7 separate regions of the Mus musculus genome follow, and all the other regions are linked to region 1. A link is a contact called in public HiChIP or PLAC-seq and promoter capture Hi-C data. All regions are on one chromosome and are shown on one strand. Each heading gives the region's core, a stretch centred on a gene start, on an enhancer-like site or on the middle of the called end of the contact. The rest is flanking DNA. Distances are from core to core; before and after follow the strand shown. Region 1 holds the start of Chd3 (chromodomain helicase DNA binding protein 3). Region 2 holds the start of Plscr3 (phospholipid scramblase 3). Region 3 holds the start of Fgf11 (fibroblast growth factor 11). Region 4 holds the start of Rangrf (RAN guanine nucleotide release factor). Region 5 holds the start of Zbtb4 (zinc finger and BTB domain containing 4). Region 6 holds the start of Pfas (phosphoribosylformylglycinamidine synthase (FGAR amidotransferase)). Region 7 holds the start of Tnfsf12 (tumor necrosis factor (ligand) superfamily, member 12).

Region 1 (4,177 bases), core at 613-3,112:
CTGGGAGCCTCAGGGGGCAGTGGAGAAATGGTTTCCCCAGGCCATGGATGGGGAGCAACAAAGACAGATCAAAAGAATGGGAGGAAACTGGAGGGAAGAAAAGAGCCAAGAACAAAAAAGAAGGTGGAGCCAGGCTATCTGCCCTTCTTGCTTGGCTTCTTGGCAAGTTTTATTCCAGTAGAGCCGGCTCTGTCAATTCTCTGTAGGAAAAACTTACTTCTGGGCTCCAGCTCAGCTGCTCATCTGATCCCTGCTACAACTTTAAGATAAACACTGGGATCCAGTCTGAAAGGACAGGTCAGCCGGTTCAGTGAAAAGGCCTGAGTGTTCGCCCTACCTCGTTCCTCTCTTCTCAGTTGCTTTCCTCTCCCCGTGCCTCAGTTTCTTCTACTTTATCAGTGTCGAAGGTCATGGAGGAAGAGGCGTTCGATGACACAGGAGAAAAGAATTTCACAATCTTCAGATCCGACCCTCTCCTCTTTCTCCTAAAAATCTGACCTAGTCACCACCAAATTAATTTCTCAAGTCAGACGATTTTACAAGCAAGCCACTGGAGGAGAGGAAGGGAAAGAGTAGAGATAAAATTGACAACATTCACAGAACACTGAGGGCTGGGCAAAGGAGAGAATCAAACATGGACTCCTTGGAAAAAAAACTCAATCATCTATTCATATCTCTCCCCCCAAAGTCACTAGGATTTCTGTCACTTTTTTTTTAAGGAGAAAAAAAAAAAAAGCCAGTACCATTTCTCATTTAAAAGCTACGTACACAATTAAATGCATTTTGACTTCAATGAGGTATGTAGAGAGTTATATATAAACATATATTTCATCTTTTTCCTTTTCAATGCCTGAAGGAAAAAAAAAAAAAACCTTCACATCAAACCACTCCCTTCTGAAGTATTCAGAAAAAAAAAAAAAAAGCTTTTCTTTAGAGAAGGGAGGTGGGGGGAGGAAGAAGACTAGTAAAGAAAAGAAAAATTCAATCTAGTTGGACTAGTATCTAACTAGTTAACCTTTAACAATTTATGCTGATGTCAGACTGAGCATGAGTACTGATTAATACCCCCCCAAATATTTTTATAAGGGGGGGAGTTAAGTCACAGCAGCCATTTTTGTTTTATGCAGAAATCCTTCATGCCCCCCAACACACACACACACACACACACACACACACACTCTCTCTCTCTCTCTCTCTCTCTCTCTCTCTCAATACACAAGGAAAATGTATTAATCTGTGCACTAATCAGTTATGAAAAAAGGGAGAAATTTGTGGGTTTCTGAGTAGAAGCTTGGAGATTGGATGTAACAGGGAGAATGGGGGTGTATGAAAAATGAAATATTAAGCCAGCCATTTTGTTTTAAAAGGGGATTTTACCCCCCTCTCTCTTTCTTTATAGAGGGGGGTGGCAGTGCTGGAGGGGGGGTTGTTTTAAAAATAATTTCAAGGCGGCCATCTTAGTGCCTCAGCTCTGAGAAATATTTCTGAGCGCCCCCCTCAGAATTTAAATATATTTAAAGCAACCGAGGGGGGTAGAGAGAAGTCGAAAACTTTTATATACATATATATAATTTTTTTTTTTTAAACGATCTCCCTTTCTTGTTCTCTTGGGAGGAAAGACAGAAGGGGGAAAAAGTCCTTAAATTTTTCCAAGAACATTTTTGGGGGTGGTGCGGCCCCCCTCCTCAGACGCCGGCCCCGGGGGTGGGTGTTCTGGAGGGGGGTGGCCCGGGGGTTTGGGGGGCTGGGGGAGGCGGTGAGGAGGAGGAGGAGGAGGACGCCGCCGCCGAGGAGGAGGAGGAGGAGGAGGAGGAGGAGGAGGAGGTGGTGGTGGTAGCGGTGGGGGAGGCGGGCGGGCGGTGGGTGGGGGGGTGGTGGGGGGGCCAGAGCCACAGGATGGCTTCCCCTCTGAGGGACGAGGAGGAGGAGGAGGAGGAGATGGTGGTGTCGGAGGAGGAAGAAGAGGAGGAAGAAGAGGGCGACGAGGAGGAGGAGGAGGTGGAGGCGGCCGACGAGGACGATGAGGAGGAGGACGAAGAGGGAGTACTCGGGCGCGGGCCGGGCCACGACCGGAGCCGCGACCGCCACAGCCCCCCCAGCTGCCACCTCTTCCCGCCGCCGCCGCCGCCGCTGCCGCCGCCCCCGCCACCAGGTAAGCGTCCGTCCGACTCCCCGGGGCCCGAGCGGAGCCGCGGGGCCCGGCACCTACGGTTCGGCCGAGCCGAGGAGAGTCCCGGGCGCCTGGCGGGTCTAGACGGGCCCGGCAGTCCGGGCGGCGGCGGCCTTGGGGCCAGGCCTCCTCCCCTCCCCCGCCGCACCCCTCCTCCGCCGCTACCGCGGCCGCCGCCACCGCCGCCGCCGCCGCCGCCGCCGCGCCCGGGCTGGAGAGCGCAGGGAGCGAGCTGCGCGCGCGGACCGGGCCACTTGGTCGCGGCTTTCGGGGGAGGAGATTTATTTTTTTCACCCTCGGCGGGGAGGGGGTAGGCAGGAAACGGCCGTAGCGAAGCCAGGGCCCCCCTCCCAGGCCGAGCGAGGGACCGCGGAGACCCCGGCGACCGGACGGCGGCGTGGGGGGAGGGGCGCGTGGGGGAGGGGCGGCCGCGTGAGCGCCCCTTGGGCCGGGCCCCGGTGGGGTCGGACTGAAGCCGAGTGGGTTCGGGGTGTGGAGCTGACTGCCACCCGACGCCCTCCGCTGGGGACTTGGGCAAGCAGAGGTGGGACAGTGGCCCGCGGACCAGCCCCTCCACCTGCAGGGACTTCGGTGCCCGCCAACTTAGGGGTGTGCGGTGGCACGCGTGGGAGGGGGCGTGCGAATGTTTGTAGCGGCTGATGACCAGAGGCAGGTGGTGGCCACACTCCACGCAGACCACTTCCTGGAGTAAGACTTGGACATACCGTCCACTCCCCCCTAGCTGGCCGCCGAGGTCTCGGGTCACCTCAGATTTGAAGAGAGACAGGAGAATGTCTGGGGAGCCAGATGCCCCCGGCCCCACCCTCGTCATCTCTGCCCCGGGCTCTTTTGTGTCAAGTGCAGCCCCCATCCCCCCCTCGTGACCCCGTCAGTCTGGGGTGGCCGAACTGCCCAGCTGTGACTCTCACGTGGCTGCCATTCACTGTCACTCTCTTGATGAAACCACCCACACACCCTGACCACGTTGGGGGGCGTGAACTGCCCACCCAGCTGCTCTGTCCTGACCATCATCACTCAGCACCCTTCTCCGAGATGACAAGTCACCTGCCACTGGCGTAGGACGTCCAGCTGTGCTTGGGACAGACCCTTCTCTGGATCAGTGGCGCAACTCTCAGACCACCCTCCAAGTGGAGAGTGATTTCTAGCTTCTTTAGGATAGGTGTCGCCAACCTCTGATTGGGGACATCCACACCCCCAAGTCTCTGGCGGCAGAGCAGCACACACACACCAAACTTTAAAACGTTATTTGTAAAACTGTCTTACTGACCACTGTGACTTTTTGTCGCACGTGTTGAGACAGCTTTTCCGGGGGTGGGGGGTGTTAAAAATAATGTGTTTAATGCGTATTGGGTAAAGCCTCACCCCTAACCTCGTCAGGTTTACCTGTAAAAGAGGAAAAGTTTAGAAAAAAGTTATTCCAGCGAGCCCTCAGGATTCCCTTGGAGTGGGGGAAGAATTAAAGATCCTGAGGAGAGAGAGGGCTGCCCGCAGGGCTGCCTGCGGCAAGGTGTGAAAAAGAGGGGAGAGGGGCTTGTCAGGTGAGTTAGGGCGTCGGTAACTCTCGCCTAACTGTTCTGAACTCCGGATCTGGTTTTGATCCCCGGCACTGGATGCCTGTAAGAGAGGAGAATGAACGAGCCTAAGGTCGAGATGGGTCTTTGTGTGGCGTCCTCCCTCCCCCCTTGCTTTTGAATCCTTGAGAAGCGTCAAAAGCTTTTGAATTTTTATGTTTGAAATGAAATCTCACCTCCTCTGTCTCCCTGGGCAATTTCATCCCCCTTCCAGCCCTCCAAGTCAAAATGACCCAGATACACCCCCTCAGATGACTTTCTGAGGTAAAACTTTCGGAAAATATTTTTAGCGTACTCATTATCCGTCTACCTCAGTGTGGGGAAAAATAAGTCTCCTCTTAAGGAGCTCTGTTCAGGCTGCCCGCCCTCGTCTCTTTCTGGAATATGAATTTGTACTCGTGAGAGCCTTCCATTG
Region 2 (4,177 bases), core at 1,051-3,550, 480 kb before region 1:
TTCTGGTTAGATGGGTCATTTGGACTTCTAGGTTTCCAGGCCAAGCCAAGGGTTAAATTATGAAAGGGTCTATGCTTACAGATAAGCACAGGGGCTACCTGGGTCGAGCCCATGGCAAATGTATGCAGTGGAAGACTGGGAGATAACAGTCCTCCACTTTAGATGCAGGCTGGCCTCAGATGCTCCCTAAGGCCCTGCAGGGCTGTAGGGAACATGCAGTCTTGGACTGAAGAAGACATTTTTGGTTTCAGACAGGTCTTGACCTTAAGTCATCCGTTAGCACGGAGGCTACTGCCTTTTCTTCTTGTTTTTCTAATTACATTGACTGATTGAATGATTGCTTGGTTGATTGATTGCGTGCACCATGGCATGTGTGTGGGGAGGACAGTTTGCAGGAACTGTCTTCTACAATATGGGACTCATGGCTAGGGCCCAGGTTGTCAAACTTGGTGGCAAGTACCTTCACCCTCTGAGCCAGCTCATCGCCCCCAATCTTGGTTTGTGAAGAGCCTAGAAATCACCGCCCCCTAATTCATAATACCTCAAAGTTGGTGTCTGTACCACAGCCACAAGTCCAGCAAGGCCCTACAACTCGTAGAACAGGTTGGCGATCAGCATCCAGGATGGAAAACTTAGGAAGGAAGGGATGCCAGGTCTGTAGCACATGGCCAATGGTGGTGCCAGGTGGAGCCTGGACTTCCATCTGGAAAGGGAAGCAGACAGGATTACTGTCAAGCCAGGACACCTTGGCCAGCGCTCTTCACTGGTGCCAGCTGTCTTCTGACTGTTCAGACCCTCAACTAAACCGCCCCCACTCCTATTAAAGCCACAACTCTTTCTGCGCTGCTTACCATACACTGCCCACCAACCACCCCAAAACCTGCCATGCCCACCTCCTGAAGACCACAGGGGCAGCAGCTGCAGCCACAATGAAGTGGGCGGAGGAGCCGGAGCACCTCGCGGTCCCCAGGGTCCGCTAGGCGGATTCGAAATGGTCGGCGGGCACCACAGCACAGGCGGGCACAACAGTTGCTCTCTTCAGCTGCCTGACCCAGTTGCTGTCCGGTTCCGGAGCGAAGTTCATACATATTACAGGTCTCCCAGCCTAGGAACGCTGGGAAGGGCAACACGCTGAGGCTCGGGGGCCACCTGCCCAGAAGCTAACCACTGCCATAAAGATCATGAAGCCCATCTTGCTCCATCCATCTCCTACTCACTTTCCACTCGTTCAGCCTTCTGATGAATCAAGATTTGATCAATCTGTAAAGAGTTAAGAGCAGCGTTGACCTTATCCGTCACCTCGAACTTCAGTTCTCCTCCCAGCCATCCTCTCTCTCACTCACCTGCACTAGGAATTCGAGGCCAGGAGGCACCCCTGGCAATGGCACGAAAGGAGCAGGAGGCCCTGGAGCCACTGGGCCTGGCGAGGGGAAGAGAGCGAAGCCGGGAGCAGGGGCAGGCACCTGGGTGGGCACTGGAGCTTGTCCCGGTCCAGGATGCAGAGCCACCGGCTCTGGATACCCAGATGGCACGGGGTAGGGAGGTGGGGGTGAAGGGGCATAGCCTTTGGGGGGCAAGTAGCCTGTAGGGGAGCAGGAGTAGATTAGAAAGTTATCTGTGGACTCTTCTTTCACAGCCCAAGGACCAGGAGCACCCGCGGAAAACGTAAGAAGAGGCAGAGAATGATGGGGCGGAGGGGCAGGGCGGTGGCTCCCCAGGAGGAAGGGAGGGCCCCACGCAGCCAGTCTGAGCACATTCCTGGAGAATGTGTTCGACACCCGGCACCCAATTTCGTGGGGGCAGGGGGGAATAATGGAGACCCCAACCTAGCGTCAACGTACCTGCCATGGGAATCAGGAGGGGAGTCTTGGGCTTTTGGCGTAGGGGAGACTTAGTTCTGGAGTGGGACAAGCTCGGGAACAGCTAGACAGACACAGAAACAAAGACGGACAGGCAGAGGCGAAGAGGTAGCTGCGCCCAGTACGGGCCCAGGGTCTCTAGGGCGGCACCTAAGACTCGGGGAGAAACCGAAAGTGTCAGCGGGCGGGGCGGGGTACCTAGGACCCTGAATTTTCTTAGGGGCCCCAGGACCGCCCCCTCCCTTTGTTCTCCCATTTTTTCTACGGAGATGGCTGTTGGCAGACGGCAGGGCAGATGGTCCTGAGGTCAGACAGATGACCTGACCCCGAGGAAAGTCTCCTTAACCCCTCTATGGTCCGGCTCACCTGAAGCCCCCAGAATAAGTCGGGGGGCCACGCACTCCGGGGCTCACAGGCGCTGGTGGAGGCGGGCCCAGATCTGACCCCACCCCCGGGTCGCCTAAGTCCCGCCCCCCAGTCCGGGCGGGGCGACTGCGCAGAAAGCAGGCGCTTCTCCTCCCCCGGGGCCGCGGACCTTGGACCTTGTGCGCTTTGTTCACCGTGGTTCCGCCCCTTCCGCTCCGACTGCAGAGGCTTGGAGACCTGGCCTGTTGGAGGGTGATTGCGGCCCTATCCCCAGCAGCAAGACCCTCGCCTTTTCCGCGGGTTGCTGCTCTGCCTCCCCACCGCGTGGCTGCTCCGGTCCCCGGGATCCTCCTCCCAAGGGCGGGGCGGGCCTCGCTGACGCAGCGGAACACCATTCACACTCATTCCTTGCCTCCCAGACTTGGCTCGGTGTTCTTCTCAGGGCGACCTCGCTGTGTTCTCCCCCTGTCACAGCGTTGACCCACTCAGTCACCTCTCAGTTCAGGCACGCCCATTACACGCGTGACAGACTTTCAAAAGGTAACAGTAATGAATGTGCATGAGGTAAGGCTCAGGGAAAGACACTTGAACAGAACAGGCCCTCCATTCCCCAGTATGGAGGCAAAACATGCAATCCCAGCGTTTGGGAAAGGAGAGGCAAGAGGAGAGTCACAAGTATGAGGCCAGTCTGTTTTACATAGTTCCAGACCAAGTCAGGGCTACAATAGGGAGACTCTCTCAAAAGACTCCTTTCCTCAAAAGAAGATAGCATAGTATCTGGGCAGGTGTGGAGGATCGCGAGTTCCAGGTCAGCTTGGGAGTGACCTGGGTCACTAGGGGAGATATTAAAGAAACAAAGCCGAAACTAGCCCATCACTTGTGCCTGGGTCTTAACTTCCTATCAATTGTATATTAGTGCTTGGGGTGCAGACTAGGGATTCTTAGAATTCTAGTTTTTATTGTACAGCCTAAACTGAGAACTACTGTGTCAGAACAACCCAGGAGGCTGTGGGCAGGCCAAGGTAAGGGAGAGGTTCTTACAGAAATCTGGTCCTACTGTGGTGGATTGCACCAGAGACCAGGGCAGTGAGGCAGTGTTGATGTGTATATGAGGGAACATGACTTCATTATGCCTCAGAGATAGGATGTAAGGAGAAAATTGCAAGTTGAGTCATGCTAGGCCTCTGAGACCCTTCTGCACAGCACAGACCCCTCCTCCCCCTTGCCTTGCTGTGCTATGTCATTTACTGCCTGCCCGTGCAATCCCTGGCTTCATATATCTTGGTCTCTCTGTTGACCTTTCACCTCTAAGATCCCGTTCCTTTGGGGGTACTTCTTACTAGTGCTGAAAACCCAGCAAATGAGCGGAAGGAAGCTTTAACTGTCCCCAAATGCCAAATAAGCCCACTTCAGTGTAAGGTTGAGCACAGAGCAATGGGTGGTCTTACCAACAAGGGCCATGTTTCCACTGCTGAGGTCTGCATTCTTTTTTTTTCTTTCTTTCTTTTTTATTAGGTATTTTTCTCGTTTACATTTCCAATGCTATCCCAAAAGTCCCCCATACCCACCCCCCCAATCCCCTACCCACCCACTCCCTCTTTTTGGTCCTGGCATTTCCCTGTACTGGGGCATATAAAGTTTGCAAGTCCAAAGGGCCTCTCTTTCCAGTGATGGCTGACTAGGCCATCTTTTGATACATATGCAGCTAGAGACAAGAGCTCCAGGGTACTGGTTAGTTCATATTGTTGTTCCACCTATAGGGTTGCAGTTCCCTTTAGCTCCTTGGGTACTTTCTCTAGCTCCTCCATTGGGGGCCCTGTGACCCATCCAATAGCTGACTGTGAGCATCCACTTCTGTGTTTGCTAGGCCCCGGCATAGTCTCACAAGAAACAGCGAGGTCTGCATTCTTAATTTTACTATGTCTATAGGGTGTCATGCCCGAGTGTATGAC
Region 3 (4,177 bases), core at 1,026-3,525, 430 kb before region 1:
TTATGTCCCTGAACCTGAGCCACACATGTCTTTGCAAAAATCATCTAGTGACCTTTCAGAGTCCCAATCGTCTTATAAGGACATTACCAATCCTGAAACTCCTGAGCCATTGGAAACACTGAGCAGCGACGCCTTGGACGCCGACGAAAGCCAAGTCCCAAAGCCGTCGGAGGCTCCAAAGGCATGGCCCACATTATGCCCGACCCAAGTAACTTCCTGGTTCTTCGTTAAGTTGGCTGAGGTTGCTGAGTCCCTGATCCCGGTCCCAGGCGCCCCACGGCTAGTTCATGCAGCTCGTCACGCAGGTGTCACCACGGTCCTCCTGGCAACTCCAGAGCCCCCACGCCACCTCCTGCTCTTCGACTTGATCCCGGTGGTGACCGTGACAGGCTGGCCTGACACGGCTCGGAGCCACTCGTGGGCGGGTCCACTGGTCTCTGAATCGGCCTCTTTCTACCTAGTGCCGGGCAGCCTCCCAGAGCAGCCGAGCACCTCTGGATGGCAGCTGTGCTTCGCTCGCCAGGAGCTGGCGCTCAAAGAGCGCATCCCCACGCCGCTGCTTCAGGCACACGCGGCGGCCCAGGCGCTGCTGCGCCCGCTGGTGGCGGGGACCCGAGCCGCTGCGCCCTACCTCCTGCGGACCTTGCTCTACTGGGCGTGCGAGCGGCTCCCGGCGCTCTACTTGGCGCGGCCGGAAAATGCCGGCGCTTGTTGCCTTGGGCTACTGGATGAGCTGAGCCGAGTGCTAGAGGCCGGGGCGCTGCCTCATTATTTTTTGAGCGGCCGAAAGCTCCGTGTGGGAGACGGCTCCGCTGCTCTGCGCGGGGCATTGGCCCAGCTCCGCGGGGACCCTGCACAGGCCTTGCGTGAGGCTGTAGAGGAAGCCAAGGTTGCCCGCAAAGGGGGCGGTTTAGCGGGCGTAGGGGGCGGGACCCATTAAAGATTTTACTCCTAAGGGAATGGAAAGTGTTTCCTTTGGTGAGAGGGTCATGCAGGGGACTGCTGCTCCCTCCATACAGACAGTGTATGCTTGGGTCCAAAGTCCCTTTTCTAAAAGGTTTCCCCAGTATTCTACCCTGCCTGAGGCCCAAGTTCTCTAAATCTGGCTGGCGCCCCTTCTGTCCCGGTACTGCCTCCCGGAACCTCTCTCCCCTATTCTTTCAGAGTCTGACAGGGATAGTAGGAATGTATTTACTGACAAAATGCGGGAAGGAACTGGTTTTTGGAAACCTAGTTCTGATCAATTGGCTCATACCAAACCAGAGATATTAAGGCCGGATCACAGCCCAGACTGGATGGCACAGCTACCGGTTTCTCCACTTTCCCCCCAACTCTCCTCGTCCATTTCTGTCCTCACTTCCATCCCAGGCAGTAGAATCCCTTTTCATTTTCTCTCTGTCGGCTATTCCATCGACCCCCTGCCCCCAGCCCCGCCATATCAGGCTCCGTGTCTCCTCTCCTCTGAACCCCGAGATTTGCAGGCCTTGCCTCTACTCCGCCTGCCTCTGTGACAGTTCCCACTTAGAGCTTCCAAGGAACCCCAGGGTTCCGCCCGCCCAGCTTCTCCCAGCGTCTCCGCCCCCTGCCCCGCCCCCAGGCCGGCTCGCAGAGGAGGGGGAGCCTCTGTCGCCGCCGCCGCCTCAGCTTCCCACAGCCGCTGCCGCTGCCTCCGCCGCTCTGCCTGGTCCAACCTCCAGGCCCAGTGCTCTGACTTTGCCGAACCGAGGCGCTCTGCAGAGACATCCTTACTCCTTCCTGGGGGTCCGGGACGCTTAGGCCGACGTTGGGGGGAAACCTCCGCTTGCGGGTGACAGGGAGGGAGGAGCCTGGAGCTGGAGCTCGCGGCACCCGTCGCCCGGATCAACAGGACAGGACAGGTTGAGGGGCGTCGGGGAAAGGAAGGGGTGTTATAGCAGTCCCAGGGAGGACGAGAAAGCCCTGGCGCAGGAAGCTCTGATGCGCTGTGACTTATTAAGGGCCTGTTCACGTTTGAGGAGTGTTGACAACGTGGGTGCACTCCTCTCTTGGGGGCCTTGTTAGATTGGAGGGTGTGGGATCTAAGCAGTGCCAGTTGTTCCTCGGGAAATTTAAGGGGCAACTAGAAAACAGACAGAAACGGCGGATGCTCCTTTTTTCGGGGCGACAGAGGGTCCTGCAGACAACCACCTGGTGTCTGCACTAAGAAGGGTTGATTTGGAGGTGACTTCAAAAGGAGTGGAGGGTAGCAAGGTGAGGGAATGGTGTTAGCAGCTGGGACTCTGTGGTACTAGAAATGGGGGTGACAATGAGAAAAAGCATTATCCAGCCAGGGGGCCTGGGAACCCCTTTTCACTGAACCTAAACAGCCTGAATTTTGAGTCATATTTGCTGGCAGAGGGGGGATTTGAAGAAAGTGGGAGACCCACTCCATTTAGAGTATAGAAAAGGAAAAAAGAAAACAGAGCTGGGCTCCTCTTGACATTGACAGCAGCCTAGGGTGAGCTAATGTCCACAAAGCTTAGGACCCACACCCTGTGTAAGAGTAGGCTGGGCAGGAGCGGCCCCAAAATAGGGTAGAAAGAAGCCTCGGGGTATTGAGAACACATCTTAGAAATATAGGAGGGTCTTGACTGTGGGATAGAGGAGGTATCTTCTATCTGGTACAGAGGCCAGAGAGGAGGGAAGGGGAAAGCTTTCATTAGGGGACAGAATTCATGGGTGAGGTCAGCTGAGGAGTGCATAGGCTGCTGGAGCCGCTGGAGCTAGTCAGGGCCCAAGGGTGGGAGCCGGTGGTGTTGGGGAACGTACTGGGGTCTGGGGTTTCTCTTCAGATCCTGTGGGTGGGGCGGTGGGTTGGGTCCTGAGCATGCCCTGGTGAGAGGGCTCCTCTTGGGGAGCCCAGGGCGCTCCGGGAGCCTGCTGGTTTGGGGGTGTCTCCTCCCGGGGCGCGATGGCGGCGTTGGCCAGTAGCCTGATCCGACAGAAGCGGGAGGTCCGCGAGCCCGGGGGCAGCCGGCCCGTGTCGGCGCAGCGGCGCGTGTGTCCCCGCGGTACCAAGTCACTTTGCCAGAAACAGCTCCTCATCCTGCTGTCCAAGGTGCGACTGTGCGGGGGGCGTCCCACGCGACAGGACCGCGGCCCAGGTGAGTGTGGCTAGGGCGGGGTCTCCCACAGAAGTCCTGCCTGAGGCCAGGGACCCTGACGATTGAAGCCCGATGAGGAGGGGGGTGTCCCAGAAGTGGAAGAGGTGGGCCAGAACGACAGAATTTACGGGACTATCCTTCAGGTTCTTCCTCTTTGCCTGTAATGCCGAGTCTCCTTGCTTTCGAGGGCAGGGGGAAGGTTTGAGGGGCGAAGTCTGGCGCCCCAAGCTTCTCTGCTCCTGTCAGCCCCCCTTCAGCACAGGACTCCCCACCCCCCACGGTTCTTCGCCTACGTGCGGGTTCTCGCGATTCTTTCCATCCGAAGTGGCGGGGCTTGAGGGGTTCTGGACGCTTGGGTCACCCCGAGGGTTTCTGCAGCCCTGGCTGCCCCGCCCCCGCTCCGGCTCTCCCGCCCCTCCACGCTTTGGCTCTGTTCTTCCTGGTCGAGCTCGCCTGGCCAGGAGCCAATCTCTCCAGCTCTCCCCCGGGTGTCCTTGCAGGCTACCTCGTCAGTCAGCCCCCTCCGTACGCCCTCCTTCTGTGACCTGCGCTTCGAGAAGGGTGCTGGGCACCCCCTCCCATTACTCCTGTGTGACTCGGAAATCCAGTCCCACAGGCTCCGGGGACCCTCAGCCAGTAGGAACTCACACATAGTTCAAGCTGAAGACCTGCACAGGGACTTAAGCGGGGGGTCGTACCACTTACAAGGGGGAACAGGGAAATCGGCAGAGAGCAAGCCCCACCAGGAGAGGAGAGATGTAAGGGCTGGTATGTGATTCCCGTCCAGGTACGACAGTTAGGGAGTCCCTCTGGCCTCGCTCCAGGCCGCTGCCGGTTCCCTTAGGGGTAGCCCCTTGTGCCCTCCTCCCCCACCACCAACGGTAGGTAGTGGTACAGTCCGCAGCCCACCCTCTGAGTGGGACCCAGCCCCCACGTGATGCAGCCTGCCTCTCCATCTCTGTCCCCTCTTCCTTTTCCTTGATGTGGTTTAAATGTCCCCCATCCCAGGCCAGTTACCTGGCTGAAGGGTAGAAGCTCAGTCTCAGGGAAAACTG
Region 4 (4,177 bases), core at 812-3,311, 400 kb after region 1:
GGATATAGAGATCTGCCAAGACAAGCTGGTCTTCCACCCCACCCTCCAAGGAGAGATCTGGCCCTGGGCCTTGGCACATCTCTGCTCCCCACCCTTGTCATATCCCAAGAACCCAGAGACTGGAGAAAGCTGAGGTCTCCAGCTATCTTAGTCCACTGCAGAACTTGAGGTGCGCCAGGAAATCCTAAGAGGAAAGCTGAAGAAACTTTCTCCTCCCTCTGGCTCATTACAGGGCTCCATTCCTGGTACTTAGTGTTATGAACTTGTTAATAGCATTTATGTCCTTGGAGGTCCCTACCCAAGGATTTCTGATCTGCCTGACTGTGTACAAAGCTATTCAAGCTGTTGTTGCTCCTGGTGAGGAGGAGAGACAGAAAGGTCTACATGGAGAGACGTTCATGGCCAGCTCCTTCTATTCCATGGGGGCTGCACCCCTTCTCTTACAGAGTAAACTAGTTACAGGATACCCCCCCCCGAAACAGATTGATCAAGCACACCCACATCTTGTCTCTTCTCTCCCTCCCTCCCTCCCTCCTTCTCTTGCCTGAGGAAGGGTCTCAATATATAACCCTAGCTGACCTGCAACTCACTATGTAGAAACAAGAAACAGGCTGGTCTCAAACTACAGATCTGACTGCTTTTGTCTCTTCAGTGCTGGATGTGCCATGTGGCGTGAGCCACCACACGTGGCCACACTTCACTCCTAACAGTGCTTTAGAGATGAGGAAAAGTTCAGAGAGAAGCCAGATGCCTACAGTAAGAAGGAGTCACCGCACGCCTTTAATCCCAGCACTCGGGAGGCAGAGGCAGGCAGAATTTCTGAATTCGACTCCAGCCTGGTCTACAGAGTGAGTTCCAGGATAGCCGGGGTGGGGGCACATACTGAGTACACTTAAGAGGCTAAGGTTCAGTTACGGGAGGGAGGGAGAGGGAGAAGGAGAGAGAGAATCTAATGGTAGAGGCCCCTGGGCTCAATCCCTAGCATTGCAAACAGTAAGTGGACAAGCAAAATCCTCCATCCTTAACCATCTTCACAACTCCCTGACTCCATCTGCCTGCCCTCCCCCTTGCATATTTGCATTTCCTAGAGTACACACTGTGCTAAGTTTCTACACCTATGTCCCGGCTAGAACATCTCTAGGATGCCCCCAAGAGCTCTGTAAATCAAACTTCAAGACGCAAAGCGAGTTCCACTGGTACTTTTACACCTTGGCGAGGTGGACTTTTGTATTGTCAGGCTCACGAAGGAAATGAGCTGCACTCTGAGGCACGTGACCCTTGCCTCCAATTCAGTAAATTATGAGGGTTCATTGGTCGAGGTGAGAATCAACCTCTTTGCCCGGTTCTCAGCTGGGTGTAAAATCCATGAGAGCATGGGTGGCCTCATGGACTCCAGGCATCTAGATTCATCCCGCAGTGCAGCAGTATACCACCAGGCCTATTATGTGCCAAACACTTTGCCAGGTGCAAGAGATCAAGGATGAATGGAGAAATTAACTGGGAGGATAAAAGTTGAACAAATACTTAAAAAGAACACTCTAAAAATCCGTAAAGGAAAAACAATAGTTTAATCTGTGCTTTGGCTCAGGTGTGGGAGAGAGCTTCCCCTTGCCCTCCCTAGGGGAAGATTTGAGGGGATTAGAACCGTAATCCTCGGGTTAGGTATCAAGGCTTGAGGTCTGAATCTTAACCTAGACCCACACCTGGGCCTGTTGTTTCCCCAAGTCCCAGCATTAGATCCTGGAGTTAGTGGTCTGGTTGTCGCTCCACTGGAGTCAAGTGGTCCCACAACCCGCCCTTTAACTGAACAACTGTCCTTAAGGGCGGTCTCAAGTGACCTTCTTAGAAGGTATAACTCCTTTACAATGAAGGAGCAAGTGGGCACGAGGGATTAACCCATCACTAGCATCACCAACCCTAAACTCAAGTACAACTGCAAAGCAGACCCCAGCGGTCCTGGGTCTTTCCAAAGAGCCGGGCTTCAGAGACTAGCCCCCAAGGATAGCCCCGCCCCCGAAGCGCGGGCGCCGATTGGTCAGCGTGCTCGCAGGGCGTGACCAGATCTTAAAGGTCCCATTGCTTAGTAGGACGGGAGGAGGTAGTGGGTGCTCCGGGAACACCAGGGGAAATGATGTCTCAAAGGCTCATGTAGGTTTCTTTAAAACCTCGCTAATGTCCAGACTCAAGTACTAGATCTATGGAGCCCAACAGAAACTGTCCACTGTTCGGAGGCGCCTTCTCCGCCATCCTCCCTACAGGGGCCATTGATGTGAGGTGAGAAAGCCAGCCTCCCCGGAGGCCGATCGGGTGGGTTATGGGAAAAAGCCAGAGACAAGAGGGTTCCCTGTCCCTCTCCAGTGACCTCCGACCGGTGCCAGACAACCAAGAAGTTTTCTGCCATCCTGTGACCGACCAGAGTCTGATCATAGAACTTCTGGAGCTGCAGGCCCACGTGCAGGGCGAAGCGGCTGCGCGGTGAGAAAGCTAGCCAACGGGAGGCCGGGAGCCGAGAAAGTGGGCGGGGTCTGTGGCTGGACGGTTATTCAGGACGAAAACTCCCAAGGGCAATAGCAGACCAGGCTCGAGGGTGGGGCTGGGTTATTCAGACATGCTCCTCCTTACCACTGTTCCTCCCATGCCAGGTACCATTTTGAGGACGTTGGCCGGGTGCAGGGGGCTAGGGCTGTGCACGTGCTATCTGTGCAGCCTCTCTGTTTGGAGAACTTATCCCTGAGAGGCTGCTGTCAGGATGCCTGGTCCCTTTCTGGCAAGCAGCAGGTAGCTAAAGAAAACCAGCAGGTGAGGGCTATGGCGAATGGGACGCCCTGGAGTCGGGGAGGGATAACTCCAGGTATCCTGGTAAGCATGCTGATTCTGATCCCTTTAGGTAGCAAAGGATGTCACACTGCATCAGGCCTTGCTGCGGCTGCCCCAGTATCAGACTGATCTTTTGCTCACCTTCAATCAGCCCCCGTAAGGACGAAAGAGCGGGTGGGAACCTCCCAATTGGGTCCCCACGACAATTAAGTTGGGTGGGTCAAATTCCTTCAAGGAAGCAGAAATAAGCCACAGGCTTTGGGGGAGGAGGGTCAGGTCTTCTGGGGGATAGGAAGTGTGATCTTGCAAACCTCAAGCCGGACCATTTTCCTTCTCCCTCTATTCCCTTACCCTAAGGTGTCACAGCAGGTCTCTTGGCCCTGAAAATCTGTCATGTCCACCTTGGAGCCTGAGTAACTTTGAACAGCTGGTAACTAGTTTGACTCTTCATGATCCCAACCTCTTTGGTCCCCAGTAAAGATCGTTGAGACACAACGTGCTACTGAGGACTCGGGGACCCAGTTCTGAGAGGGGGAGTTTCTTTCTGCTTCTTCCCTGGATGTAAACATAAGACACTTCCTCTGCAGAAATAAACTTGCTTTATGAAGAACATAATTTCTGTGCCTTCAAATCTAAGAGGACACCTGGGTCTCCCAGTTCCCTTTGGTCTTGGAAGGGGGGGGAGTTAAAGCTGTGTATAGGAGCAGGGAGTTGGGGGGAACCCAAGAATGGCAGTAGAAATATACTTTGGAGTGACTGATTCAACCCTGAGATGGGTATGAAATATATCGGGGGATTTGTGGAAAAATTTAAAGCAAGACCCACTCAGTGACTCAACCCTAGGAGAACAGAGGAGTGGGCGTGGCTGTCCCCCTTAGGGGCATTGAGAGGTCAATCTGTCAGCAGTCACTGTGATAGGAAGTAGAGGCAGAGGTGCCCAAAGAGTGTTGATCTGGAGTTACAAGAGAGTGATTGTTATTTAGCATATGTGTTGTAAAAGGAGCGCAGCTGATCCCAGAAGAAGAGGGAGAGAATAGTGTGGGGGCCGAGGCGAAAATAGGAGGCACCTATACCCTTGTACATGCCAAAAAAGCCCTCTGTCCGCGCTGTCTGCAGCAGAGCGTCCAAGATCCCCCGGTACATGAGGCCCTGGAGCACGTCAGAGAGGAAGGGAGAGCACAGGAGGTGCATGTCAGAGCCCGCCGGGGCCAGACACCTTTCCAGGCAGCATCTGAGGATCTGCTTGCCCACCCCCAGCTCTCCCTGTCAGCCTGGACCCTGCAGTACTTCCTTACCTTGCCTCGAGTATCAGTGGGTTGGTTATAAAGTCTTGTGCTGGCTACATCAAAGGGTGTCATTG
Region 5 (4,177 bases), core at 1,155-3,654, 400 kb before region 1:
GAGCAGAGGCTGTAGAGTTAGTGCAAGCCAACTGTTTACGACTACTGTTACCAGTAAAACTGGGAGCCGGGGAGTCTCTGCAGCAGGGCTGACAGAGGCTGGTACTGCATAGTCTCTACTTTGCCGCTATATATCAGGTCTATGTTCCATATGCTGTTGTAAGTTCCCTGGGCAGGTTGTTAGCTCCATCTCACAGACGTGGACTAGGGCACTCAGAGAATGTTCCACTGAGGAAGTTGGGGAGGCACCAGAACTTCAGTTCCAGTGTAAGTCTTGCTTGCACCTGTCCTCCGGGCCTCATAGGCAGACAGCCTCCCTCACCCATTCCAGAGGATACAGCTTTAAAGCTTTCTCACTCCTATATGTGTACACACAGGCTAGATGACACGCACAGTAGGGCACACAAGGAACACCAACGGAGTGAGCAGGCGTACATGTGTATCTCCCACATGCACTGAAGGGCCTAGGCCCCAAAGGTGAGGGAAACCTGTTCCAAAGAATCTGCTTAGTGAGCAAATTCTGTCCAAAGCTCTTCCACTGTCCCAGGAGTAGGGCTTCATGTGCGTCAGAGATACCGGAAGGGGGGTGGGGGAGAGGGCAAAGCAGGAGGAGACTGAAAACTCCTGATCCCTTTTTCCATTTTAGTGACAAAAGTCACACCCAGCCTTTACATAAACATGACCAAGGAGCCGCTCTGTCTAAGCTCACTTCCCTTATGGGCGCCAGGACTTTTCCTCCCTATGGCCCTAATGTGCTGGGCAAACACAGAGACCCTGCAAAAGGAGAGCAGTGCCACCCAACAGCACCCATTCCTGCCCCTTTCGCCTGCCTAGTGTTTATCTCCCAACTTTCCCATAACATCTCCTGGCAGCCCTACACCCGTCACTTAAGCACACAGAAGGTAGACATGCACACCAAGCCTTCCACTGGCCTCCTGGGTCTAAGGCCCACATTGCCCTTGTCACGCCACCTCCTCCTAAGTGTTTTCTGAGCAGCTTGCCTCCAGGCCCAACAGCCCAGACAGGCTCCCACAAACAACGTCACCAAAGAATCCCGTGGAGAGTGTTGCAAACATGCAACCTTTCCCGTGCTTGGCTTCCCAGGATCCCATAAACACATCTTGCATGTCCCACCCAGAACCCCTCACCTCACATGCTCCTGAGGATTATTAGGTCTGAGTTCCAGACATGCAGCCCCCCGTGAAACTCGTACATCACAGACACACAAATCCATCCGCCTTTCTGTCCTCTACACAACTGGACCACACCTCATCAGGACGACAGAAATGGAACTCAGGCGTGATACCTTCTGATTCAAATGTCCACAACTGACTGCACTCTTCAAATGGGTACGCACACCCCTCATTCTGGTGTCCACCATAACACACACACACACACACACACACCATGCCAGCTATGCAGAAAACAAACATTCATAAACATTCATATGTACAACACAAGACATACGTGAAGGAAAACACACGCTGACAAAAACTATATACAAATCCTCGAACAGCACACTTAAGGTATCTGTCACCTAAAGCCACAGAGCCAAACCTTGTAATTCTGTACCAATAAGTACCCCCTCCTGGCTTTCTGTCTCTATGTATCAGGGAGGGCCCTCGCAGACCCCTCGGTGCCAGACTGGGAAACCGTGTTGCCCAGGAGGAGCAGTTTACCTTGCCCCACAGTACCGCAGGAGGCACAATCTCCAGGACTCACTGCAACAACCCTTCCCCGACGGCGCGGCGGTTCCGGGCCCCTGCTCGCACTGCGCACCCTGCACACCCCAACTCTGGGGCGCTCAGAGGGCCACCCCTCCCCCTCTCTGCCTGGCTCCTACGCCATCGCCCTCCCAGCAGCTTGCAGCGCTTGCCCGGGATCACACCCGCCCCAACCCAACCCCCAACCTGCCCCACAGAGGCAGAGGGAGGGGGCATTGGGCTGCAGAATTTAACCCTTCATAGGTGGAGTGATTGCGACCCTCTTCACGGCCCCAGGAGACCGAGTCCCCCAGTCACGGCTCGTTGGACACCATACCAGGGCGCTCTTAAGTTGCTCCCCAGCGCCGTGCACGTCCGGGGGCGGGGCTTATTAGAACCCCCGACCCCTGCGCCCCTAGATCAACCTGGAAGGGGAGCGGTCGCGGGGCGCGGCTCCGGCCCCTGCGGCGCCGGGCAGCGGAGAGGGGGCATCTTCCCTAGCCCTGCCCGGTTCGCCCCGGGGCCCACCTGACTGCGATGGCGCCGCGTCTGCCAGGCCCGGCTCATCACCGTGGCCAGCCCCGGCCGCTTGGGTTTCGCTCTCCTCCAGCTCCGGCTCCGGCTCCGGCCCCGGCCCCGGCCCCCCCCAGCGCCCGGCCCCGGCCCAGCCCCACCGCCGCCGCCGCCGCCGCTGACATCATCGGCTCCCCCCCCGCCCCGGTCCTCCCCCCCACCCCACCCCCGGAAACAGTCCCCCCCCACCCCCCCAGCGCCGCCGCTGAGAGGAAGCCAGCAAAGCGCAGACGACACCGACTCTGGACTCTGAAGTCTGATGGCCAAGGCCTGGTGGATCCCTCACAGGGAAAAGACTCGGGGCTTCCCGCAGAATGCACACCTTACGGGGCGGGCAGTGACCTAGACCACTCATTCCCTGGGAAGGGACTCACCCCCACGCCCGCCCTTCCCTCTGCACACCCTTCACTCAGGGGTCACATCGCCTAGAGCACGCTGCGTGGGCACAGCTGTTCACCACAGACACGCACACCACACACATGTTCTCCGGGGCCGCAAACTTACAACACGGCAGATTCACATTTGGGCCCCGTGGAACCTATAGATCCAAAGTGAGCACCCTCGCGAATACCTAGGGATTATCACCAGACCCACTGGCAAGAAAGACCTCAACTCCGTAGAACAGATGATCATTAGTGCAGATAAGCACAAAGCTTGGAACTTTGTGTCACCAGTGGAAAGATTCGCTTCTGTGTCCCTGCATATAAATGCAGAGGCCTTGGTGTGGCCTTCCCAGCACAACACTAACCACACGCCAGGTGGAAGCATGAGAAATGTGACATACATAAAAACAAACAAACAAACAAAAAATTCCTGGAACCTCCATGGGACAATGCTATAGACGGCTCCCTAGTTGCAAAACTAAAGACTCTGGAGAGGCCCGGCGTGATGATGCTGTGGAGCCAGAGGCAAGTGGATTTAAGGACTTGGAAGCCAACCTGATCTAAACAGCAAGTTCCAGTCAGCCAGGGCTACAGTGTGATATCCCTGCTTGAAAAAACAAAAACGAACACCCCCATCCCCATAAAAAAGACCCACTTCAGGAGAAAGAGGAGCAGGCTCTCCCCGAAGAGCATGAAGGTTCAAGCCCGCCTGCGCTCGGGCAGCAAAGGCGGAAGCTCTGCAAGCTCAAGTCCATGCTGGTCTACGAGCGGGTTCCAAGCCACTCGGCCTAGACAAGCCATACAGCCACAAAACCACTCCCACACTCTTTTGTTTGTTTTGTTTTGTTTTGTTTTGTTTTGTTTTGTTTTGTTTTGTTTTGAGACAGGGTTTCTCTGTGTAGCCCTGGCTGTCCTGGAACTCACGCTGTAGACCAGGCTGGCCTCGAACTCAGAAATCCGCCTGCCTTCCCAAGTGCTAGGTTTAAAGGCATGCGCCACCACTGCCCGGCCACTTCCACACTCTTTCAAACATCTACTTCCGGTACCTATAACCCCAAGCACTTTGGGAGATAGTGGCATGAGGACCAAGATTTCAAGGCCAGATTCCACAGGCCTTTTGAGACCAACCTGGGCAATACTTAGCATAAAGCAAAAATCAAAACAAACCACCAACCCCCACAAGCTGGTCAGTGAGAGAACTGCTCTTGCAGAAGACCCAAGAGTTCCATTTCCCCCACATCCAAATACGGCCATTCACAACCACCTGGAACTCCAGCTCCAGGGGACCTGATACCTCTGGCCTCTGCAGGCATCAGCATTCATCCACAAATTCCCACACAGATACATATGCATAACTAAAAATAAAATAAATTTGGGGGCTGGAGAGATGGTTGAGTTTGCACACTTGCATGAACATAACCACGTACACTCTTCTCTTCGATTTTTTTTTCCTCACTCTGTAACCCTGGCTGGCCTGGAACTCACAATATAGATCAGGTTGGCCCAGAACTCACAGGAA
Region 6 (4,177 bases), core at 525-3,024, 360 kb after region 1:
TTCAAATCCCAGCAACCACATGGTGGCTCACAATCACCTGAAATGAGATCTGTCTGAATATATGAAGTAAATAAATAATAATAAAATAAATAATAAAATAATAATACATAAAATAATAATAAATAACTAAATAATAATAAAATAAATAATAAAATAATAATACATAAAATAATAATAAATAACTAAATAATAATAATAAATAAAAAATAGAGCTGGAGAGATGGCTCAGTGATTCAGAGCACTGACTACTATCCCGAAGGTCCTGAGTTCAAATCCCAGCAAGTACAAGGTGGCTCACAACCACGGGTAATGAGATCTGACACCCTCTTCTGGAGTGTGTGCAGACACCTACAGTGTACTAACATATAATAAATAAATAAGTAAATCTTTAAAATACATATATGTATATGCACACATACTCTCATATCCATATATGCCACATATAGTCTCATAGCCTTTCTATGTATATAGAGATGAAGTCTTTACTTTCAGAAGACAGAGCAATATAAATAAATTTACCAGCTTAATAAAGAAAGGAGCTGCTGGAGAGATGGCTCAGCTGTTAAGAGCACTGACTGCTCTTCCAGAGGTCCTGAGTTCAATTCCCAGCACTCACATGGTGGCTCACAATCGTCTGTTATGAGATTTGATGCTCTCTTCTGGTGTGTCTGAAGAGAACAACACTGTACTCACATAAAATAAATAAATCTTGAATAAATAAAAGGAACCTAAATTTCATTTCCAAAATCTATTTAAACATTGTCTCTTGTTTCTTGCTGTTGCAGGTCTTAGGCTGGCTGTATTGTATTGCATAGGGTCTTTTAAAAGGCTGTTTTGTGAAGGGGGCAGTGGTTGCCCAGGCCTGTAATCCCAGTCTTGAGTCTCGGTGAGTTGGAGGCCATCCTGGTCTACAGGGCTAGTTCTGGGGCAGCCAAAGCTACACAAAGAATTTTCTTTCTTTTGTTTGTTTTGTTTTAAAAAGGGTTTTGGGGTACTTTGCCTAGATTTTACATTAGTCTGAGAATCTCAGACTGTTACATTCTATTAAGGTCAAAGTAACAGAAGTTCTAAATTAAATGACCTTGGAAAACCAATTTATCTTGCATAAACAAAGAAGGCAGAAGGGAGAAAAATACAGAGAGCCAAAACAGTTTTACACGTTAACTTTTTAAATGTAATTTAGGCTAGTGTACTGGATGGTTTTGTGTGTCAACTTGACAACAAGTTAAGAGTCACCTCCAGCCGTAAGGCACTTTCAGTGATCAATAAAATAACATTTTCTCAAGTGATATTTCAAATTCGAGGCGTCTTCTCTTTTTTGAATTTTGTTTTGTCTTTTTTTTTTTTTTAAGATTTATTTATTGTTATATGTAAGTACACTGTAGCTGTCTTCAGACACACCAGAAGAGGGCATCAGATCTCATTGCGGATGGTTGTGAGCCACCATGTGGTTGCTTGAACTCAGGACCTTTGGAAGAGCAGTCAGTGCTCTTACCTGCTGAGCCCTCACCAGCCCCTGTTTTGTCTTTTTGACAGAGGGTTTCTCTGTACATCCTTGGCTGGCCTCGAACTTGCTATGTGGACCAGACTAGTCTAGAATTCAAAGATACTCCTGTCTGCTCTGGCCTCCCAGTGCTGGGATTACAGGCTTGGACTTCTAAAAGAGATTCAGGTTTGTCACTCAAACAGCCCCAACCCACCGCGGGGAGCCTTGGCACCGCCCACAGCCGGCCCGCGCGAATCGCTTCTCCGGCGGTGGCGCTCTCTGATGACGTACAACGAGCGCGCGCCAAGGACTCGTGGGTCTCTGGCGCAAACTGGCGGGCTTCAGGTGAGTACAACCTACGCGTCCTTCCCTGAGTTCGCTTCCTGATGCGGTTCCATTGCTCACACATTCAAACCGAATCCAGGCCGCGTCGTTTTCCCCATTAGGGCGGGTTGGGTCCATCTGGATCCACATGCCTTGGGTAGAGCATCTGTTGGAGCGCGTGTTCTGCAGGCACTCGGTGTAGGTGGACGACCAGACTGAAATAGCCTCATCTCATGGTCTCATTCATCCATCCCTGAAATAGCCTCATCTCATGGTCTCATTCATCCATCCATTCATTCATTCATTCATTCATCCAACCATTCATTCATCAGAAAAATGTGAAGACCACCTGCTTTGTATCAGGCACCATACTAGTCGTTGGGAATACAGTGCCGAAATAAAACCCGGTTCCGATATTTCTGAAACTTACATTTCGCTGGGAATGATAGACGAAATAACTGCAGAGGGCTGCAGATGTAGCTCAGGGTCCTGGGTTCGAGTCTTACAACCTCATAAATCAGGTGTTGTGAAGAACACGAGAAATTACAGCACTCGAGGTTTTGGGAGTAGAAGGACTAGAAATTACCCTCAGTTATATAGCTATTTAGAGGTCAGCCTGAGCTAAATGAGACCCTGGGTGTTTCTCTGTGTAACCCTGGATGTCCTGGCCAGCCTTTAACTCAGAGAGATTCACCTGCCTCTGCCTCCTGGGATTAAAGGCATGTGCCACCTTTGCTTTTTTTTTTTTTTTAAAGGAGGACTGTATGGAGGCAGGGAACTGAGGTGTGATGGGAATAAAGGGTCTGTTCATTTAACAACTCGTGTGGTTGGTTGGTTGATTTTGTTTTTTTGAAACGGTCTCATTTTACAGCCCTGATTGACTTGCAACTCTATGTAAATCCTGAAATCCTGAGATTCACCTTCCTTTGCTGGGATTCAGAGCCCGTACCACCATGCCTAGCAGAGGCAAGTGTTTATTCATTAAGCCACCTCACCAGTGTAGAAGTCATGGTCTTTTCACTGTCTGTGGCAAATAGGATGTGGTTGTGCAGTAGTGGAATCAGACCATTGAAGAATTCGGTGCAATTGGGTGTGGTGATGCATGCCCCTAGGTAGGCTCCACATTAGAAGGCAGTGGCAAGAAGACTGATTTCCAGACCAGCCTGGGCTATATGATAACCTGACCTTTTCCTCATAAAACAACAGCAACAGAGAAAACAATACGCTGATCAGTCCAAATGAATGATAGTGGTGCCGTGGACTCAGGAGGTGATAGACCTGAAAAGGCAAGAGATTTAATGTATGTGTGGAAGTAGAGTTGTTATATGGAGAGTGATTATATGGAGAGATTGAGGGAAAAGAGTAGTTAAGGTTGGCGTCAGTCTTACTTTTTCTAGTTCTGTGGATTGAACGTCAGGCCTTGCACGTGCTAGGCAAGTGCTTTGTCACTGAATCCTATGCCTGTGCAAACAGTTGCAACTGTTTGGATGGAGTAGTGTTCCCTATAATAGAGAAGAGCAGAGGCATAGCCAATCTGCCTGACTGGGGGCACCAGCCATACTACAGTTACTGCCTACCTTCCAGCTCCCTTCCCATGAACTCTTCCTCTCAAAAGAACAAAAAGGGAAGAAGAAAGAGAAGTCTCTCAATAAGTCTAGGCTGTGGGGGCTGGAGAGATGGTTCAGTGGTTAAGAGCACTGACTGCTCTTCCAGAAGTCCTGAGTTCAATTCCCAGCAACCACATGGTGGCTCACAGCCATCTGTAATGAGATCAGATACCTTCTTCTGGGGTGTCTGAAGACAGCTACAGTGTACTCACATAAAAAATATATAAATACATCTTTAAAAAAAATAATAAGTCTTGGCTGGTCTCAAACTCACTGTGTAGCTGGGAATGGCATTGAGCTTAGGATCCCCCTGCCTCCACGTTCCATGTTCTGGGATTACAGGCATATGTGCCACTTTGCCCAGTTTATATGGTCCTGGGAATCAAACCAGCCCGGGGCTTCATGGATACTGGACAAATATTTTGCGTTAAATATTCAGCCCTTGTTGGCTATATTTATGACACCCTTATATGTAGGTGGGATGGTATTTAAATATACCAATCTGGAGTTTTAGAGATTCACTGTTGGGAAAAGTTATAGAATATTTTTGGCAAACATTAGTTTGAATGCTATCAAATTATTTTAAATTAACAGATGAATGTGGCGATTTCATTGGTTGGTTTTACTACGTAGACTTTAAAGCACAGGACTAGCTGAAACCACTTACTACAAAGGGAGAGAAATAAGGACAGAACCCTGGATACCTAACAGTTAGAAGCTGGGTAAGCTCGGATGACTCGGGATCAGCCAGGGAAAGACC
Region 7 (4,177 bases), core at 968-3,467, 330 kb before region 1:
TGAGTTTGAGGCCAGCCTTGTCTACAGAGTGAGTTCCAGGACAGCCAACTCTACACAGAGAAACCCTGTCTCAAAAAAAAATAAGAATAAAAATAAAAATTTAAAGTTTGAATCCATCAATCATCAATTGATATAATCAGGACCATCGAGATCTAACTACTTCTCAAAAATCTACCTCTTCACGTCTCACTGGGTCCCAGCTTTTGGGAGACACTCTATGGTCAAGCCATAACTCTCCATGGATATAAGTCCCGTCATTCTAAGAAAAATATGGCAAAAAAATATCTTTTGGTACTTTATCAATTAAATAGTATTGTCCTATTATAGCTTAATTATTTTTACCTCAGTCATTAATTTATTCTTTAATTCTGTTTTTTTCCCCCCTTTTTATACATTTTACTTATATCACCTTCTATGGCCTTATATGGTTTGTCTCTCTGAAACTCATGTTGGAATTTAATCCTCATTAGGAGATAGTGAGAGGTGGGTCAGGACCTGGTTGAGAGGTGACTAGGGCTCTGCCCTCAATAGTAGATGAATCAATCCATCCATGCAATGAATGAATTAGTGGGTTATCTTCAGAAGGTATTGGCTATAAAGCCAGTTTGGTCACTCTCATGTTCCCTATCTGTCACCATGTGATGTCCTGTGCTACTTAGGACTTTGGCAACAGAACGGCCATCACTGAGTGTGGCCCTTCAACCTTGGACCAGGACCATGAGTCAAAGTAAGGATAAGAAGGATAGAGGGGTAGACCAGAGACAGAGCGGAGGTGAGGGTGGGGGAGGGGAGAGAGAGAGTTGATGATCCTTGAATCTAATGTCTTTCTTCTTGTTTCTTCTCTGCTTGTAGTTGGTCTTTGCTGCTTTATAGGTTCTTTTCCCCACTTTTATTTTTTCTTCTTCTTCGAGACAGGGTTTCTCTGTGTAGCCCTGGCTGTCCTAGAACACACTGTATAGAACAGGCTGGCCTCAAACTCAGAAATTCGCCTGCCTCTGTTTCCCAAGTGCTTTCCCACCTTTTATTACCCCACACCCTGTGTCTCACCTCCTATCATTAGATAGAAGAAAAAGGACAGCCGGGCCTGGTGGCACACACCTTTAATCCCAGCACTGGGGAGGCAGAGGCAGGTGGATTTCTGAGTTGAGGCCTGGTCTACAGAGTGAGTTCCAGGACAGCCAGGGCTATACAGAGAAACCCAGTCTTGAAAGAACAAAAAGCAAAACAAAACAAAACAAAAAACTCTCCTCAGGGCTGGGCAGTAGTGGCACACACCTTTAATCCTAGCACTCAGGAGGCAAAGACAGGTGGATTTCTGAGTTCAAGGGCAGCCTGGTCTACAAAGTGAATTCCAGGATAGCCAGGGCTACATAGAGAAACCCTGTCTTGAGAAAAACAAAAAACAAACAAAAACCACAAAACCAAACAACCAAACAACAACAAAAACAAAATTTCAGAATTGTCACCACACCATCTCCCCTAAAACAAGGGGCAGAGCTAGTGAGGCAGCTGTCTCTGGCCTCCTGCTCAGATAGCTGCACACTGTACACATAAACAACTTTACAAACTATCTTTTTTTTTTTTAAAGATTTATTTATTTATATGTAAGTACACTGTAGCTGTCTTCAGACACTCCAGAAGAGATCTCGTTATGGTCGTTATGGATGGTTGTGAGCCACCATGTGGTTGCTGGGATTTGAACTCCTGACCTTCAGAAGAGCAGTCAGGTGCTCTTACCCACTGAGCCATCTCACCAGCCCACAAACTATCTTTTAAAAACATATTCTTTATTGCAGAGGTGGTGATCCATGCCTCCAGGGTGCATTAATCCCAGCACTCAGGAGGCAGAGGCAGGGGGATCTTTCTGAGTTCGAGGCCAGCCTGGTCTACAGAGTGAGTTCCAGGACAGCCAGGGCTACACAGAGAAACCCTGTCTTCAAAAACCAAAAAAACCAAAAAAACAAAAAAACACCCAAAACCAAACAAAAAGAACAACAACAACAAAACCCAAACCAGGATGAGCTGAAAAAATAACCTATGCTGGGAAGGAGGTAATTAGCAGACTTGAAACAAGTTGGGGGGAATTCTGGAAGAGGGAATCTCAACTCAGAAACTGAGTCCATCAGATTGGCCTATAGGCAAGCCCTTTGGGGGCATTTTCATGATTAATGATTGCCGTGGGAGGGCTCAACATACTGGGGCGGTGCTGAGTTCCTGGGGCCAGGGCCCGCGTCCCATCCCTGGCACACTGGCCTGGGTGGGTGCCTGTCCACTTCTGCTTTCACTGGCCCTCAGAGTTCTTGGTCTGGAGTGCCACTGCGGTCGCCTGCCTGCACGCGCCCGGGCGCAGGACGTCTCTTACTTCTTGCACAGCACTCCGGGGAGGTTGGAGTTTAATCACACAAACAGTGTCCGGCTTCCTGTCCTCATCCGCCCCCCCTCCGGCCCGCTTCCCTGGTCCCTCCCTCTCCCCTGGCCCGATCCGCCCACCAGCTCCCCCTCCCCATCCCTCGGGTCCCGGGATGGGGGGGCGGTGAGGCAGGCACAGCCCCCCGCCCCCATGGCCGCCCGTCGGAGCCAGAGGCGGAGGGGGCGCCGGGGGGAGCCGGGCACCGCCCTGCTGGCCCCGCTGGTGCTGAGCCTGGGCCTGGCGCTGGCCTGCCTTGGCCTCCTGCTGGTCGTGGTCAGCCTGGGGAGCTGGGCAACGCTGTCTGCCCAGGTGAGGCCCTCAGCATACCCCTTTCTGGGTATCTTAGGAGCAGAAAGTGCAGAGAAGCAGATGGGGGCCGGGTGGGCAGAGGGCCAGGGGATCGGAGAAGGGGTGGAGGATGAGATGTCAGAAGGACAGGGTGACGCTGCCTCCTTCCCAGCAGGAGCCTTCTCAGGAGGAGCTGACAGCAGAGGACCGCCGGGAGCCCCCTGTGAGTAGGTGTGGATGCTGCGTTCGGGATGCCAGCATGGAAAATGTGTCTAAACTGAGCGTTGGCTTGCTGTGACAGTTGTGTGAGGTGTGTGCAGGGAGACTCCAGCTGGCACTAGTTTAAGACTGAGTGTGCGGAGTGAACCAGCCCACGTGGGTATGTCGGTGTGTACAAGAGGGTGATCTGGATATAAGGGGGCAACTTTACCAAGGTGAGAGTTGTGCTGCCCGAGTGGAAAGTGCTGATTGGCTGTGACGTCTGAACCAGATACCAGAGAATGATAATGTATCACCTATGCATACATGCTGTCTGTCTCTGCCCCACCTTCCTGAGATCCTGTGCAGGTGTGTGTGTGTGCGTGTGCGTGTGCGTGTGCGTGTGCGTGTGCGTGTGTGTGTGTGTGAGTAGACTGCAGGTTGTTGATTGGGGCTGAGCCTCACTCTCCAGTTTGGCCAACCCCTAACCTCCCAGGTTTTGTGTCTGTTACTGGCTGATGGTTCTTCTGACAGGCTCTTTGCTTGTTTGTCTCTGGGAGGTCCTGTTTGAACCCTGCCCTTAATTCCTCTAGGAACTGAATCCCCAGACAGAGGAAAGCCAGGATGTGGTACCTTTCTTGGAACAACTAGTCCGGCCTCGAAGAAGTGGTGAGCATCTGTCCCTATGTCCCAGTCTCAGTAACAAGATTCTTTGGTTCATATACTGCTTTGCTCTGAATTCACAGCAGTATTATGAAGTGAGCAGAGGGGGGAAAAAACTACTATTTTTGTAGAGAAACTGAGGCAGGGAGCCTGAAGGAGACCCAGAGTCAAGCAGCTAAGCAGCTGAGAATGGAATCTAAGAAGTTCAGCTCTAGCTTTTTTGTTTTTTGGTCTTTCGAGACAGGGTTTCTCTGTGTAGCCCTGGCTGTCCCGGAACTCACTCTGTAGACCAGGCTGGCCTTAAACCCAGAAATCCGTCTGCCTCTGCCTCCCAAGTGCTGGGATTAAAGGCGTGTGCCACCACCGCCCAGCTTCAGCTCTACCTTCTAAAGCTCATTTGCCACATGGAGCTGCTAGCTGTGGACCCTACCACAAATGACCAGGCGTTAAACAGACTCCAGGAGTTCTCCTAAAGAGGCCCAGGCTTCCCTAAATAAAGGCTCCCATGAATCAGTGGTTCATTACTAGATATATTACTGGTTTGGTTGGATGAAAGTTTCCCTGCTCTGTGTGTGTCTGTATCTGTGTATCTGTGTCTGTCTGTGTGTTTGTGTCGTG

What was found. Promoter capture Hi-C pulls out the DNA fragments that hold promoters and counts their contacts. HiChIP or PLAC-seq counts read pairs in DNA pulled down with a chosen protein or histone mark. Capture Hi-C pulls out chosen DNA fragments and counts their contacts.
Region 2: an HNF4G HiChIP or PLAC-seq map of pancreatic cancer cells shows a contact between it and region 1. The contact joins the promoter of Plscr3 here to the promoter of Chd3 in region 1. A contact is called at or near these places in 1 of 39 promoter capture datasets (cranial neural crest), 2 of 115 datasets of contacts at active chromatin or transcription factors (bone marrow-derived macrophages and pancreatic cancer cells) and 1 of 9 other capture datasets (liver).
Region 3: a FOXA1 HiChIP or PLAC-seq map of pancreatic cancer cells shows a contact between it and region 1. The contact joins the promoter of Fgf11 here to the promoter of Chd3 in region 1. A contact is called at or near these places in 2 of 39 promoter capture datasets (cranial neural crest and liver), 2 of 484 Hi-C or Micro-C datasets (both in embryonic stem cells), 1 of 115 datasets of contacts at active chromatin or transcription factors (pancreatic cancer cells) and 1 of 9 other capture datasets (adipose tissue).
Region 4: a contact with region 1 is called in an HNF4G HiChIP or PLAC-seq map of pancreatic cancer cells. The contact joins the promoter of Rangrf here to the promoter of Chd3 in region 1. A contact is called at or near these places in 1 of 39 promoter capture datasets (neutrophils), 2 of 115 datasets of contacts at active chromatin or transcription factors (bone marrow-derived macrophages and pancreatic cancer cells) and 1 of 9 other capture datasets (adipose tissue).
Region 5: a promoter capture Hi-C map of liver shows a contact between it and region 1. The contact joins the promoter of Zbtb4 here to the promoter of Chd3 in region 1. A contact is called at or near these places in 3 of 39 promoter capture datasets (cranial neural crest, liver and pre-B cells), 1 of 484 Hi-C or Micro-C datasets (embryonic stem cells), 1 of 115 datasets of contacts at active chromatin or transcription factors (pancreatic cancer cells) and 1 of 9 other capture datasets (liver).
Region 6: a promoter capture Hi-C map of adipose tissue shows a contact between it and region 1. The contact joins the promoter of Pfas here to the promoter of Chd3 in region 1. A contact is called at or near these places in 1 of 115 datasets of contacts at active chromatin or transcription factors (pancreatic cancer cells) and 2 of 9 other capture datasets (adipose tissue and pancreatic islet).
Region 7: a contact with region 1 is called in a promoter capture Hi-C map of the SN4741 cell line, with 2.7 times the contacts expected there. The contact joins the promoter of Tnfsf12 here to the promoter of Chd3 in region 1. A contact is called at or near these places in 1 of 39 promoter capture datasets (the SN4741 cell line), 2 of 484 Hi-C or Micro-C datasets (B cells and embryonic stem cells), 1 of 115 datasets of contacts at active chromatin or transcription factors (pancreatic cancer cells) and 2 of 9 other capture datasets (liver and pancreatic islet).

The regions. Positions count from the first base shown.
Region 1 is chr11:69,367,111-69,371,287 of GRCm38.p6, reverse strand. It overlaps Chd3 (chromodomain helicase DNA binding protein 3), which reads left to right and starts at 1,862. Exons shown (of 40, transcript NM_146019.4): 1 at 1,862-2,152. The coding sequence starts at 1,897. Gm32483 (a long non-coding RNA gene) reads right to left here and starts at 2,298. Exons shown (of 2, transcript XR_003949707.1): 1 at 2,210-2,298; 2 at 1-550.
Region 2 is chr11:69,844,740-69,848,916 of GRCm38.p6, reverse strand. Plscr3 (phospholipid scramblase 3) reads right to left here and starts at 2,300. Exons shown (of 8, transcript NM_023564.4): 1 at 2,226-2,300; 2 at 1,842-2,009; 3 at 1,344-1,582; 4 at 1,218-1,260; 5 at 894-1,114; 6 at 542-703. The coding sequence starts at 1,848.
Region 3 is chr11:69,800,378-69,804,554 of GRCm38.p6, reverse strand. Fgf11 (fibroblast growth factor 11) reads left to right here and starts at 2,275. Exons shown (of 5, transcript NM_001362623.1): 1 at 2,275-3,122. The coding sequence starts at 2,930. It overlaps Tmem102 (transmembrane protein 102), which reads left to right. Exons shown (of 2, transcript NM_001033433.4): 2 at 1-960. The coding sequence ends at 940. It overlaps G630025P09Rik (RIKEN cDNA G630025P09 gene), which reads right to left and starts at 886. Exons shown (of 1, transcript NR_027913.1): 1 at 1-886.
Region 4 is chr11:68,971,739-68,975,915 of GRCm38.p6, reverse strand. It overlaps Rangrf (RAN guanine nucleotide release factor), which reads left to right and starts at 2,061. Exons shown (of 5, transcript NM_021329.3): 1 at 2,061-2,274; 2 at 2,359-2,475; 3 at 2,643-2,799; 4 at 2,888-2,973; 5 at 3,175-3,432. The coding sequence starts at 2,198. The coding sequence ends at 3,295. Slc25a35 (solute carrier family 25, member 35) reads right to left here. Exons shown (of 5, transcript NM_028048.2): 4 at 4,113-4,177; 5 at 3,401-3,966. The coding sequence ends at 3,793.
Region 5 is chr11:69,764,139-69,768,315 of GRCm38.p6, reverse strand. Zbtb4 (zinc finger and BTB domain containing 4) reads right to left here and starts at 2,404. Exons shown (of 4, transcript NM_029348.2): 1 at 2,231-2,404.
Region 6 is chr11:69,006,057-69,010,233 of GRCm38.p6, reverse strand. Pfas (phosphoribosylformylglycinamidine synthase (FGAR amidotransferase)) reads left to right here and starts at 1,774. Exons shown (of 28, transcript NM_001159519.1): 1 at 1,774-1,831.
Region 7 is chr11:69,694,138-69,698,314 of GRCm38.p6, reverse strand. Tnfsf12 (tumor necrosis factor (ligand) superfamily, member 12) reads left to right here and starts at 2,217. Exons shown (of 7, transcript NM_011614.3): 1 at 2,217-2,719; 2 at 2,874-2,921; 3 at 3,490-3,565. The coding sequence starts at 2,561. It overlaps Tnfsfm13 (tumor necrosis factor (ligand) superfamily, membrane-bound member 13), which reads left to right and starts at 2,217. Exons shown (of 13, transcript NM_001159503.2): 1 at 2,217-2,719; 2 at 2,874-2,921; 3 at 3,490-3,565. The coding sequence starts at 2,561.